3 separate regions of the Mus musculus genome follow, and regions 1 and 2 are each linked to region 3. The links are chromatin contacts, called in public promoter capture Hi-C maps. All regions are on one chromosome and are shown on one strand. Each heading gives the region's core, a stretch centred on a gene start, on an enhancer-like site or on the middle of the called end of the contact. The rest is flanking DNA. Distances are from core to core; before and after follow the strand shown.

Evidence for each region. Promoter capture Hi-C pulls out the DNA fragments that hold promoters and counts their contacts. Capture Hi-C pulls out chosen DNA fragments and counts their contacts.
Region 1: a promoter capture Hi-C map of liver shows a contact between it and region 3, with 5 times the contacts expected there. The contact joins the enhancer-like site here to the promoter of Cd276 in region 3. A contact is called at or near these places in 9 of 39 promoter capture datasets (the 3T3-L1 cell line, the HPC-7 cell line, cranial neural crest and 5 more), 1 of 15 datasets of contacts at CTCF or cohesin (embryonic stem cells), 11 of 484 Hi-C or Micro-C datasets (the Ba/F3 cell line, the HPC-7 cell line, cerebellum and 5 more), 9 of 115 datasets of contacts at active chromatin or transcription factors (the NIH/3T3 cell line, craniofacial prominence, embryonic stem cells and 3 more) and 1 of 9 other capture datasets (embryonic stem cells).
Region 2: a contact with region 3 is called in a promoter capture Hi-C map of adipose tissue. The contact joins the promoter of Bbs4 here to the promoter of Cd276 in region 3. A contact is called at or near these places in 4 of 39 promoter capture datasets (3T3-L1-derived adipocytes, HPC-7-derived erythroid cells and liver), 1 of 115 datasets of contacts at active chromatin or transcription factors (neural tube) and 1 of 9 other capture datasets (adipose tissue).

Annotation. Positions count from the first base shown.
Region 1 is chr9:59,270,219-59,274,616 of GRCm38.p6, reverse strand. No RefSeq gene overlaps it. Among named protein-coding and RNA genes, the nearest start is that of Gm39345, 12 kb to the right of the region's middle. Within about 2 kb of position 2,721, at least 73 of the 459 cell types and tissues checked have an H3K27ac peak or open chromatin away from gene starts, as enhancers often do. A contact at or near this core is called in liver and pancreatic cancer cells, where this site is marked.
Region 2 is chr9:59,349,977-59,354,973 of GRCm38.p6, reverse strand. Bbs4 (Bardet-Biedl syndrome 4 (human)) reads left to right here and starts at 1,466. Exons shown (of 16, transcript NM_175325.3): 1 at 1,466-1,564. The coding sequence starts at 1,541.
Region 3 is chr9:58,552,865-58,557,560 of GRCm38.p6, reverse strand. Cd276 (CD276 antigen) reads left to right here and starts at 2,528. Exons shown (of 8, transcript NM_133983.4): 1 at 2,528-2,539.

The DNA.
Region 1 (4,398 bases), core at 1,472-3,971, 720 kb before region 3:
TACCTAAGTGCCTCTGCCACTCAAACCCTTCCTGAAATCTGAAGTGGCTTCTGCCTCTGGTGTTGGCAGAGAGGCAACCCAGGAACCTGTGTGACATCCAGACACATCTGCATTGGCTTCTGCTTCGGGAGACACAGGGCCAAAGGTTGGAGAGCTCTGTTACCCTGGGGCCTGAACAATGTTGCCACGGGGGTTGATGTTCTGGCTGTTGTCTGTTGAGATGCTGGTGCTGAGCGCGCAGAGTCCTTGTGTTTGTGACATGTTGAGATTTCGACAGACAGGCTTCTTGAACTTTGCGTTCTGCAACATCTGATCTTTAATTTCCCACTCTAATAAAGCCATTCTTCTGTAAAAGTTGAAAAAGAAATAAATCGCTAGAAAAGCAAAAATAAAAAAAATAAATCTATACAAGTATCAGTATTTTTATTTCTCTCTCAAATTTCCTCCATACCTGATTGAATAGTCATGTAACAAGAACTTAGAGGCTGATTTTGCTGAGAGAGAGAGAGAGAGAGAGAGAGAGAGAGAGAGAGAGAGAGAGAGAGAGAGAATAAGGGTCTGGAGGGATGGCTCAGTAGTTAAGAGTGCTGGTCGCTCGAGGAGTGGTGGTACATGCCTTTAATCCCAGCACTTGGGAGGCAGAGGCAGGCAGATTTCTGAGTTCGAGGCCACCCTGGTCTACAGAGTGAGTTCTAGGACAGCCAGGGCTATACAGAGAAACCCTGTCTCGAAAGACCAACCAACCAAACAAACAAACAAAAAGAGTGCTGTTGTTCTTCCAAGGGACCTAGGTTCAATTCCCAGCACCCACATGGCAGCTCTTGTCTGTAACTCAAGTTTTAGGGGACCCAACAGATATACATAGAAGCAAAATACCAATTAACATAAAATAAAAATAAACTATACATTTAAATCCCAGATGGTGGGTTCACATGCTGTTAATCTTAACACTTGGAGGTAGAGGCAGGCAGATCTCTGAGTTCAAGGCCTGGTCTAGAGAGTGAGTTCCAGGACAGCCAGGACAGCCATGGCTACACAGAGAAACTTAGTCTTAGAGGTGGGGGGAACCAACAAAACAAAACAAAACAAAACAAAACAAAACAAAACAAAACAAAACAAAACAAAAAGACAGGATTGCCTAGTGGTTAAGAGCTAGTACTGCTCTTGCAGGGGACTCAAGTCTGATTTTCAGAACCCATATGGCTGCCTGTAACCCCAGTTCCAGATCAGATGCCCCCTTCTGGCCTCTGTAAGCATCTGCACTCTCATGCCCATACATCTTCCCATATACATAATCAAAAGTGATCTTTTCATAAAAGAATTTCATGTAAAGCTAGTAATCCTTGCTTTTCATGGCTGAAGGCAGCAAGCTTTGAGGAGCAGAGATCTGCAGGCAGAACACCCCATGAGGGGGCTGCACCGACGCAGGGGACTGGACTACCCTTCACACTTTAAAACACCTTGGGCTGGGGGTATAGCTCAGTCAGTGGAGTGGTTGCAAGCATGGATCTGAGTTTGATCCCATTGTAATCCCAGAGCTGAGAAGTTGGAGGCAGACTTCTCAGTGGGGTTTCCTGGGCTTCATTGGCCAATCAGCTCAGCTCAGGTAATGAGAGCCTGTATTTCAAAAATCAAGGACCACAGTGCCTGAGGAACAACGGCTAAGGTTTTCTTCTTGCCTCCAGAGGTACAAAACCAACACGTACCTGAACACACACATAACACACACCACACACACACACACACATCACACATTATTACACACCATAACCATACACATACATCACACATACACACCATACCACACCACACATACACACACACATCACACACCCCTACACATATACACACACCATAGCCATACACATACTTCACACATACACAACACAACACACACACACATACCACACACAAACAGCACACCACAATACCACGCACACACACACCCCACACACATATACACACACCATAACCATACACATACATCACACATATACACCATACCACACACACCACACACACATACCACACAAACAGCACACACACACACCACGCACACATGCACACTATACACACCATACACACACATCACACATACCATCCATACACCACACACACACACTCACAAACACACACATCTTTCTCAGAGCCCACAGGGATTCAGAGACTCAGATCTAAAATAAGGGCAGAGCATACCTCAGTCTGACTGAGATTTCTTGGCCTTGCACACACCCCACTTGTTCCTTGCTCCAGTTCTTTCCCTACATGCGTCCGGGGATCAAAGACAGGCCTGAGGACATTTAGTTTCCCTGTCTTCCCAGCGTGGCTCTTCCTTTGCTGTTTCTATTATCCTTCCATTTGATTTTTGGGGAGTATGGCTGGACCTGGTTTTGGAGCCTCTCTACAGTCAGACCTAAGAGCTCCAGTGACAGTCACAGGATTGAGTGTTGCAGCTTTAAGTTCTGGACACAGGGATAATTCCTGAGGAGGAGCCTGTAGCTTTGATTTTGGAATTCCCGGGGTCCTGAGAGATGGGCTGCTCTGCTCCTCCAAATGGCAAACTTGAGGTTAACAACCTTGAATGAAGGCCACTCCACTGCTCTGTTGTGAAACTAGGCCACCTGGTCTGTGACGTGTGCCCTCGCTCTCTCCAGATGGGAGTGGAACAAGGAGAGGCACTGCGTGCCACTGCCAAGCACAATTCACAGGCTAGACCGAGGTGGACCTCAGGCCTTCCACAGACTGCTGCTGCAAAGAAAACAGGCCACACCCCTGCAGCCTCTTTACCCTCACACCTGCTGCGAGGGAGTCCTGATAAGCAAGCTGCTGTGACCTTTGGGCTATTTATTAACCATGCTTGCTGCTTCATGGTGTGGGATCTTCCCCCTCCCTCAGAAACTGAAAGAGAGAAACAAACACATTGTCTGGTAGAACTGAAGGTTCTCTCTCTCTCTCTCGCTCTCTCTCTCTCCCTCTCTCTCTCTCTCTGTCTCTGTCTTTCTCTCTGTCTCTCTGTGTGTGTGTTCTCTCTGTCATGTTGTCTGCAATATTAATATCCTTAATAAATCTCATACCCTCAAGGACAATTCAACTCTCAAATCAAACCATCTCTCCTTTCTTTCTGGAAACCTAATGCTGAGTGTTGATTCCCACAGGCAGGCATCGTTTGGGTGCCTCTGAAGGGAAGGAAGCTCAGTAGGTCAGTCTCAGGGACGAATTGAAATTCAATGCCACATTAATTTAAGAAGAGGCCGGCAAGGACATTGTGGTTTAGCTCAATCCTACCAGGTGTGTGAATGGGGGAAGCTATGTGTTTACAGTCACCACTCCTGTCTGTGGAAGCTGACAAGATCAAAGAGAAGACCTTGACCCTGAGTGACCTTGCCTGGGAGATGTATTCAAACGTGATGGACTAGACAGGCTATTAATACTGGGCAGGGTTCTAGTCATCTTCTTGTCTCTTTTGGTTTATACAGCCTTCTGAGGTAAAGGATTTCTGAAATATGGTGAAATATTTATTAAATTTTGTAAATATTCTGGCCAAAGACTCCTAAAATCCTCAGATTCTCCAAACTGGAAGGGTTTTTTGTTTGTTTGTTTTTATTATTAGTTGGTTTTTGAATGCTAATGCATGGCTGGTAGCTTCAGGGTGGGGCCTGGTCACTGGAAACACTGAGATAGGATTAGAGGGATCGTTTCCTGGGCTGAGGAGAGGGGCTGAAGGCGGATGGTTGGTTCTCAGTGGTCAATGATGCAATTACTCGTGTCTTTGCAGTGGAGCCTCCCTTAAAACACCAAAGAAGCTTGTGAGCAGGAATATGTCTGGAGGATGGTCCTCCCAGTTAGGGTTGCTCCTCCCACCACCTCATCTATATCTGTTGTAATGTCCTTTACAATAACTGGTAAACTTAAAATCATATAAAATACAAGCTCCTGATAAATATACATGTGTAGGGAAGGAGGTGTATGTGCACATGTATGCATTTTGCATGGGATGGCCAGAGGACATTGGGCATGCTCTATCAATGTCTACCTTAGCCCCGGGAGATAGAGTCTCTTACTGAAACTGGAGCTAGGTTGGCAGACAGCAAACCTCAGCAATCCTCCTGTCTCAGCCCAATTGCAGGACCAAATTTTTTTTTTCTTTGGCATGGGAACTTGAACTCAGGTTCTCATGCTTCTGCAGATGGCCTACAGAACGGGGTGTGGGGGGGGGGAGAGCGAGAGTGAGAGCAAGAGAGAGAGAGAGAGAGAGAGAGAGAGAGAGAGACTTTATCTCAGTCTCTGTGTGTACTCACTAAGGACTGCCAATGAAGTAGGTGGGGTAGCACACACCTGTAGTTTCAAAACTCAGCAAGTTGAGGAAGGTAGGAGGATCTCCAGTTCTAGGGCAGCCTG
Region 2 (4,997 bases), core at 217-2,716, 800 kb before region 3:
CTATCTATGTCTGTCTGTCTGTCTGTCGACAGGATTTTATGAAGCCAGGCAGGCTAACCTGGAACTCACTATGTTACTAATACTGTTTATGAAAGTCTGATCTGTCTGCAGCCTCTCAAATGCTGGTGTGTGCCTCCACCTACCTGGTTTTCCATTTCTTGTGCCATCTCTTTTTTCTAAGGAAAGTAGTCTCTCTTAGATTATCATTTTTTGGCATCCATTTTATTTTATTTTAAACGTTTTGAGAAAAGGTCTTGTTACATAGTCCTGACTGTCCTTCCTGGAACTTTGTGTAGATCAGGCTGGTCTCAGACTCACAAAGATCCATTTGCCTCTGCCTTCCAAAGAGCAGGCATTGGCAGGCGGATTTCTGAGTTCGAGGCCAGCCTGGTCTACAGTGTGAGTTCCAGGACAGCCAGGGCTACACAGAGAAACCCAGTCTCGAAAACAAACAAACAAACAAACAAACAAACAAGTATGTCCATGTAGAGTAAAATTACAGTTCTAAACAGCCTACCTCTGCTCTTTGCTTGCCTGCTATACAGTTCTCTTCCCTAGAGAGAACCACTTTTAGTATTTAAATATCCTAGAAATATTTTCTTTCTTTTTTTTCTTTTTTGAGACAGGGTTTCTCTGTATAGCCTTGACTGTCCTGGAACTCACTTTGTAGACCAGGCTGGCCTCGAACTCAGAAATCCACCTGCCTCTGCCTCCCGAGTGCTGGGATTAAAGGCATGCACCATCACGCCCAAGTTGAAATATTTTCTAATAAAGAATTATGTACATAATATTCTTAGTTTTGCTTTCTTCTTATTAACATAGACACTGTATGCATTTCTTGCACATTGTCCTTATCTGATAATAGAATACCTTGGCAATTCTCTTACCATGTAAATAGTTGTCTCTTTTCAGATGCCACACAATATGAACTTATCATTTATTTGATTTCTACTGTTGGGTATTTAGGTTGTTTTTTTGGGTGTTGGTTATTCCAAACAATGATACATCGGATACCTCTGTATGTAAAGCCATGTCTTATGTCTATATGTATAGAATAAATTCCTATAATTGAAACAGTTGGGTTAAGGTTATAAGCATTTTTAATTTTGGTAGTTGTGGCTAAGCTGCTCTTATTGGAAGCTTGACCAATTTGTTTCCACTGGCGATGAAAGCATATTTTCCTCACAAAATGTCATTGAAAAACTTTGTTGCCAATGTAAGGCTTAGACCAAATCTCTTGGAAACATAAGTTATAAACTTCGTTGTCTACTATCTAACTGACACGCTCCACTCTAAATTCGTCCAGCCCGGTGCAGAGCTATCTAAGCTCTGGCTGCGAGTCCCCTCACCTATTCCTTCCGAGCTAAGCCATCCATCTGTGGCTGAGACCCTGGAACTCACTGACCTCACAGCCTGACCTTCCACTCACAACTCCTTAGGGGCTCAGGTTCCTCCTTCCTTCCCTGGCTTTGACTTCCTGCTCAGCTGGTCGCCCGGGAAACGGTCGGCTTCCGGTCGCGAAGCGGTGGGCGGAGCCAAGATGGCTGAAGTGAAGCTTGGGATGGTAAGCGGGGAGATTCTCGGAGGCTTAGCGGCGGCCTCAGGGCGGAGCGTCGTGGCGGGGCCGGGCCAGGCGGGGCCAGGCCGGGGCGGCCAGCGGGGCTGGGGTGGCGGGGCCGGGGCGTACGCCAAGTAGTCCCTCCGGGAGGCGGCGCGGTCCAGCTCCCCGCCTGGCTGGGCGTTTGGCGAATGCTGACCTGTGTGCAGCGCTTCGTCTGTTTTGGGATTGGGCAGAGAAGAGAGGTTTTTTGGAAATGGTGTTTTTCCTACTCTTAGGATTTGAGGGTGGGCGTGAGGTGGGGGTTACTGCACCTTCATTAGGCAGTTTTTGATATCCCATAGATTGGTAATTTAATTGGATGAAGCCTGGAACCATTCAGCGCCCCTGCCCTCTCACTGCGACTGGCTTGTTTTCCCAGCTGCGATTAGATTTCGGAAAAGCCCTGTTTCAGAACTCAGCTGGTTTAAATCGTTAGTTAATTCTACAACAGCCTCTGTGAATTCAGGCTGACCCAGAAGTAACTGGCTTTTTGCATCACTCATGACCTTGCTTGTTTGTGACAGTCTTGTATGTACATGGTATTTGCACCTGTAGTTCATGTTGGCTACGGATTAGCCACCTTTAATCCCCTGACTTCTGGGATTTACAGGAGTGCGTCATCACTCCTAGCTCCTTTTTTTTGGATTGACTTATAGTTGTATGTTTATGAGGTACAGTGTGATGATACGTCGGTACAAAGTGTACTGTGTGTGATGGTCAAGTCAGGGTCATTACCATTTCCATCTCAGCATATAAACTGTTGCAAACAGTAGCCCCCACATAAGCATTTGCTTCTGTCTGTTGGTATTTGGCTCCTGTTATTGAATATTATTGAATGTTTCTCTCCATCTTTTCCCTTTCCTAACTTTTGGTGACCTCTTGTTCTACTCTCTATTTCCATGAAATCAACTTTGTTTGTTCCTTTTTGTAAAGATAGGGTTTATTTGTGTATCCCCAACTGACCTAGAACTAGAGAGTAGACTAGGCTGCCTGGGATTAAAGGTGTGTGCTACCCCGTTGAGATCAGCTTTTTTAGTTTCCACATAGGAGTGAGAACATGCTTTGGCTTTCTCTGCCAGGCATATTTTACTTAGCATAATTTTTCCACAGTACTACAGATTACACCTTATTCTTTTTCATGTCTAAATAATACATGCATACTCCTGGAGTCTAGGAATCTCTTCACAAACCACACAAACACTGATCGCAGTCAGACAGGGATAGTTTATTGAGCAGATGCCCCAGGACTGGTCAACTAGGGCCATGGTCCAGATTCGGGAACTGAACCATGACCCCAAGTTAAGATCTTACAGGGTTTTTAAGCCCCAAATCCACAAACATCTGTGCCAAATTATTTCACCAATCAGGATTTAGGGATAGGATTTCCTTAGGAACATGTTTTGTTGTGCATTTACCCTGCTCCCATTGGTTGGGGTATTCAACTGTGGCAGGAAACCTGCCTTGTCTAATATTCATGTCCTAACTTCTCTACCAGGATGGGACTTGTCTAATATTCATGTCTTAACTTGCCAACCAGGATGTCAGTTACCTGTGTACATGTCTCTTTCTGCCAAGTAGGATGTCAGTTCCCAGGGAGGTTTTGGGAACATAAACTTTACTCGACCACTACTCAGAATGGAAGTTTTATTCCAAATAGTTTCTTATATTGGGGCGGGTATCTTTCTTATGTTGGGGTCCATCTCGGGGGCAGCTTATACCATAAAAACTTGAACACAGGTACAGGAAATACTGTTGGGTGGTTGGTTCAGATCCAAGCTTATTGTGGGTAACTATATAAAACAGTCCTATTGACTTTTTATTGTGACTGGTTTTCAAGGGCACAGAACATAACAGAATATGTAATCAATCTTGGCATCAGAAAGTTTCCTAGCAACAGCAGAGAGATAGGAGAGAGTTTCCTTATAATGGCAGGGTAGTCAAGTATCTGTTACCTAGGCCTTAACATATTACCTAGGCTTTAACAGTCCATCTAGACCTTAATATTTTACCTAGGCCTTAACACATACCACAGTTTATTTACCCATTTGTTATTTATCCATCCTTGGGCAACTCCATTGACTATGTACTTTGATACTGTGAAGAATGCTGCAGTAGATGAAGAACACAGTATCTCTTTGGTAGAATGAGTGTATTTTATTTTGGTATGTACTCAGTAGGAGGATAGCTGGATCATAGGATGTTTTGTTGATTTGAGATAGGGTCGTCTTATATAGCCTAGGCTAGGATCAGACTACAGTTCTCTTGCCTCAGTACCAAGGTGCTGGGATCATAGGTATATGCCATTGGGCAAGGACTGATTATTCTATTTTTAGCTTTTTGACAGTAGTTGATTTTTGAGGACTATGTTTGTAATTGTATTTAACTTCGGAGACATCCCTAATAAAAACATGAAGCCTTGTCCTTTACTTTTTACTTTTTTTTACTTTTTACTGTTGGGTTTCAAACCCTGTCCTGAACTAATGAATGATTTTAGTGGTTTTTTTTTTTATATTGTCTTTTGAAAAACACCATGGAAAACAGACAAATTAGTTGCTTCTGGTTGACAGTCTTATAATGCAGTGTTGTCTCTTGTAGGGGTCTCTTTTGTTTGCCATTTTATTTGCAGAGTGATACCAGCAGAATACTCAGTACAGAGAAGAAATCTCAGTGCATAAGCTAAAAGATAAATAATAATCTGCTTAATGTTCTAGGTTTACGATACTGGCACCATTATTGTGGGATATCCACCAGAGAAGACTGATCAGTCTCGGATTTAAGGCAATAGAAAGTCTATTAGTTGGTTGGCAGGTGACTATACTGGGTGCTCAGGATCCCAGTGTAGCCCTGAGTCCTTCTCAGGATGAGGTTTTAAGCACAAAAACCATATTTTGAGTTGACATACTTCAGTTAACAAAAACAGTTAGCCAGAAGCAGAACTACAGAAGCCGGAAAAAAAGGTTAGCACATTTAGAGACTTTTCTAGAATTATGGACTTTGGATTAGGCCTTTGTTTTACTTTTGACAGGTGACAATGTGTATATGCTGAGTTTATGGCTTTTTTTTTTTTTAATTTTTTTTGTTTTTTTGAGACAGGGTTTCTTTGTATAGCCCTGGCTGTCCTGGAACTCACTCTGTAGATCAGGCTGGCCTCGAACTCAGAAATCTGCCTGCCTCTGCCTCCCGAGTGCCGGGATTAAAGGCGTGCGCCACCACGAGTACAGTTTGTGTGTGTGTGTGTGTGTGTAGGTGCACATATGCCACAGCATGCATGTAGAGGTTAGAAGACATCTTTTAGAAGCCAGTTCTCTATCTCCATTGTGAGTTCCAGTGATTGAACTCAGACTGTCAGGCTTGTAAGGCAAACACTTTTACTGCTGAGCCATCTCAGCCCATAAAA
Region 3 (4,696 bases), core at 1,279-3,778:
AGAAGCTAGCAATCATCTTTGGTTACATAGCAAGTTTGAAGTCAGCTTGGGCTATAAGAGACCTTGTCTCAAAAAACCAACCACCCTGTAGTCTCCCCTCCCCCAGCCTGAAACCAGCTTGCTCAGGGGTGGAGCTTCCTGCTCATTCGTTCTGCCACGCCCACTGCTGGAACCTGCGGAGCCACACACGTGCTCACCTTTCTACTGGACCAGAGATTATTCGGCGGGAATCGGGTCCCCTCCCCCTTCCTTCATAACTAGTGTCGCAACAATAAAATTTGAGCTTTGATCAGAATAACTGTCTTGGCTACATTTCTTTCTCTCGCCACCTAGCCCCTCTTCTCTTCTAGGTTTCCAAAATGCCTTTCCAGGCTAGAACCCAGGTTGTGGTCTGCTGGCCGGACACAACACCCATACTTTCTAATCCTTCTCAAACAATTTCAATAATTGTGGACCAAGCATCCAAACATATGAGCTATGGGGGCAAGTCTCATTCAAACCACCACAGTGCTGGTCCAGAAAACAGAGAAGGAGAATAGGAGGACCCTTGTCCAGACAGAAAGTGTGGAGAACACCTTTCATGCCAATGCCTCTGCTTCAGACAGGACTCTGTTGGAAACGTCCCTACGGTGAACTTGCTAGAAATACCAAGCCAACCTCTTCTAAACTAAGAGACTCTTGAGTGCTAGAACGGTCATCCTAGCTTTCTATATCTGTGGCCAACTGACTGAATCGCAGCTGAATGGTCCTTGAGACACACTATAATGCACTCTTTGTTCAAGTTGTTTCCCTTTCCTGGGGGGCGTCAGAGCTCCTTGAACTGAGAACCAATGCTCATTATTTTCTTCCCTCTCGGACTGTGCTCTTGAGCAAGGATAAGAAAAGCCTCTGCATTGTAAAGTGTCCCTTCACCACCCATCACGGTTGAGTTGGGAAGCTCATGGACACCTAGCCTGGTAGACACAGCAGAAAAAAAAAAAAAAAAAAAAAAAAAGACATCCTGTTTCAGGCAAGATGGAAGTCAAGGATTAATACCCAAGGTTATCCTCTGACCTCTACATGAGAGTCTTGGCTCAAGGGCAGGACCATGTATACAGGTTTTTTTTTTTTTTTTAATGCCAAATTTATATTTAGAAGCATAGACATAGCTATATTTGATCTCAGCACACAAATTCAAGGACATAGAATAGTTCTGCCTCTCCCTAAGAGCTGGGTGCCCTCGGGTGAGCTACTATAAAGCCTGTGTCTGAATCTCCTTATCTGCAAAAATGCGAGTAACAGCACTCACTTCACTGAATTTGGGGGATTAAAAGAGATAAATTGTGAAGAGCTTAAAATAGTAGCTGGCAGAAGCCGAGACCCGTGTGGATTCACGATTATTTCCTAAGCTCTCTCTGACAGCTGCTGTCACTTGGTTGCTAAGTCTGCAAGCAGTGCAAGGTTGGAGTCCCTTCTTTCCTTGAGTCTCAATTTTTTTTTTTCATCTGCAAAACAGAAATAATTTCTACCTGGTGGGACCCTTGGGAGATCTATGGAGGCCAGAGAGGAAAGCATGCTGCCTTCATTTGAGCCCACAGAAGGCCCTCTACGCTGTTGCTGTTTCCTGTCTGTGTAATGGACAGATACAAACACAGGTGAAGGGATGTTGGCAAATTCCAGACAGACTTAATCATCCTTTGCCCTCCTCTTGTCGCTGCCTGCAGCTAGATTTTTTTTTTTTTTTTTTTTTAAGGACATAGTGAAAGGGGATGGGGATAGATAGATGGCAAAGAAAGGGTTCAGGGTTGAGGGCACCCAGGCTTACTCTTCTCTACAGAACCTGGGCTAGCCAGCAGCTGGCATGCGGCTGGGATAAAAGGGTTGAGAGCAGCGTTAGTCCGGTTGCTGTGGGTGTAAGAAAACGAGGAAAACCATCTCAGTGGAAATTGCCCTGTGGTTGGCTCAGGCGCCCACGACACTGTATTTATAGAGAGCTCCCAGCAACTCGGAATTCTTCGCTGTCGAGTTAACCCTTTCCGAGCCGCGGTGCTGGCCTGGTGTCGAGGGGAGAAATTCTGGACTGAATGGGGACAGCTGGATTGCAGCGGGGCTTGGAGCCAGCAGTTCCGAGGGTGGGAGTGGTCAGTGGCCGGTCACCTGTCCCCTCTCACCGAAAAAGAAACTTCGGCTCTTGGAAGTGCTAGGATCCGTGTGGGGGATGGGCAGCGAGTAGCCCAACACCTCCTCCTCCTCCTCAGAGTACTGGGTCTTCCCCCGTCGGGGTCCAACAAGGGTCTGGGTCGGGGCGGGTCCAGACCCCGGGCCCTGCCCAGCAGGCGGGCTCAGGCTTCACCCTCGGATCTCGCCGCAGGGCCAATCCAGCCTCTGGGGCGCACCCGGGCGGCTTTTCCGGGCCCCCAGCTTCCTCTGGCCGTCCCGCCCCTCACTCTCGCCCCCGGCCCCAGTCTGGCCGGGCCTCGCGGCGGCGGCGGCACCAACAGTGGCGGCGATTGGGCTGCGCCCCGCCGCGTCCCCGAGTCCCGGGAGTCGGCGCGGCGCGGTGAGTGCTTGCGTGGCGCGGGGCGGCGTGGGCTGCTGGGTCCACCTTTGTGTGCGGCGGCGCCTGGACTGCACGCGCTAAGGCGCCGGGTGCAAGGAGCTGGGAACTCCGCGGCCCTTACCCGCAGGGCACCGGCACCCTGATCCACGATGACCGCTGGGGCTCTAGGGTCCGGAGTAGCTGAGAGCACCCCTGCTTGGCCGCTCCCTCCTCGGGGGGCTGAGACCCGCTGGGATTTGTGGGATCTGATGACTCCCAAGTCTGGGGCTTGTGGGGCCCGAAACGGGGTGGGTGACTGATTATTCAGGCCCTGGGTGTGGAGTAGGGATGCAGGCAGGTAGGTCACTGGGTTGATGGTTCTTGAAGCTTAAGGAAGCTGCTAGCCAAGACTGGAAGGGAGGCATTCTCCGGACTTTGAGGAAGAAAACACCATGAATGCCAGCTCTGAAAGGGGAAACTGCGGGGGAGGGGAGCACGAGGTTAGGTGGTCCCCTGTTCTTGGATCTGAATGGTGAAGAGGGACCAGGTCTGCAGAAGAGCACGAGGGAACAGGTTCTGGGAATAGCTTTAAAGGCTCCTTCGAAAAATAAAAGACTGAAGAGGAAATGGGATGGGACAGTTTGGGCTGTCTTAGGTAAATGGAGATGGATGGAGAGGAGGTCTGAAGGAAGGTAGGGAGAGGCTGGAGGACCAGGGTGGCACATAGAGACGAGAAAATTGAATCCGGCTCTCCAGGGCCCTTTCTTACTAGGCCCCAGTCAACCAGTCGCAGATTTCGGAGCTTGAGGCAGTGGCCTGGCAGAAAGGGAGTTTTATTTCCAAGCCAAACCTGTCCTAATGAGAAATGTATGGTGGGTGACTCAGACCTGAGAGCTTATCACTGAAGGGAAATATTAAGCAAACATTAGACCCGAAGTTTGTATGTGCGTGACCGGGGTTTTGTGTATGTGTCGGGGAGACACCTACTTAATTGTGAAAAATTATTTCCCTTCAAATTGATTGTGGGCCATCTGTAAATGAATAGTGATTAAATTAAAACCCAAATCCTTAAAAAAAAAAGTTTGGGTTTTTTGTTTTTGTTTTTATTTTTGTTTTTTTAAGATAGTACCTCACTATAGATTTGGCTGACCTTGAACTCACATAAATCTACCTGCCTATGTCTCCCAGATGCTGGGACAAAGGCATGCACCACCAGGCCAGCTCAAAGACTTTTTTTTTTTTTTTTGAGTGTGTAGTAGTTACTTTCAGTTTGAGATGCCAATGAAAGTGTCTGAACAGTTTGAGAGCTATTTATTTAACTGAGCCTCCTTTCTCATTCCCTTTGTCCTCCCAGAAGTCCCTAGGACTCCTACTGTTTAGCAACAACGACATTCTGAGTAGTTTGGGGACCTGTAAATAGGTGAATCTGAAATCTGTACTTGAAATTGAAACCTAAACCTGTCTTATGGGCTTGGTTGACTGATGGGCAGGCCAGGTGTGGAGGGCTGGGGAGCTAAGGGCTATGGAGTGGTGGTCTACCCTTCCACCTTGCTTGGGAATGGGAATATTTTGGAGGTGTGTGTTTTCTTTGGTAGCTGGTGTTCTTAGTCTTCAGCACTAACTCTTGGTTAACTGTGGCCCGTGGACGTCTTCCCCCGTGTTACAAATACATCACCGTTAGCTGACACAGGGTCCTGATATCAGTGCCATTTTCATTGTGTGGCTGGGAAGGTAGCTCAGTTAGTAGAGTGCTTGCCTAGCACCCATGAATCCTGAATTGGATCACCAGCCACCAGCGATGCACAAACTGGTCATAGTGGCTCATGGTGGTAACCTCAGTGTTTAGAGGTAGAAGCAGGAGGACCAGAAGTCATCCAAGGCTACATAGTTCAAAGCTCGCCTGAGATACACGAGACTTCAGTCAAAAGGAAAAGAAGAAAGAAGTTTGCATACTACATCACCACTTTAGGTTAACACTGTGAATATCCGTTTTGCCCAAAGTGTCATGAGGCAAAGAAACCATAAAGAGGGATAATGTTTGCCCATGCACAGAGTAGCTCTAGTGATGAGTTTGTTGGTCCCATGACTGGTCTACAGGGGTCTGTACTGTCCTGCATATGTGGTGTCTTCTTCCTGCTTACAGAGTATTGCTCATGCACTCCAGACTTCGCTACAAGA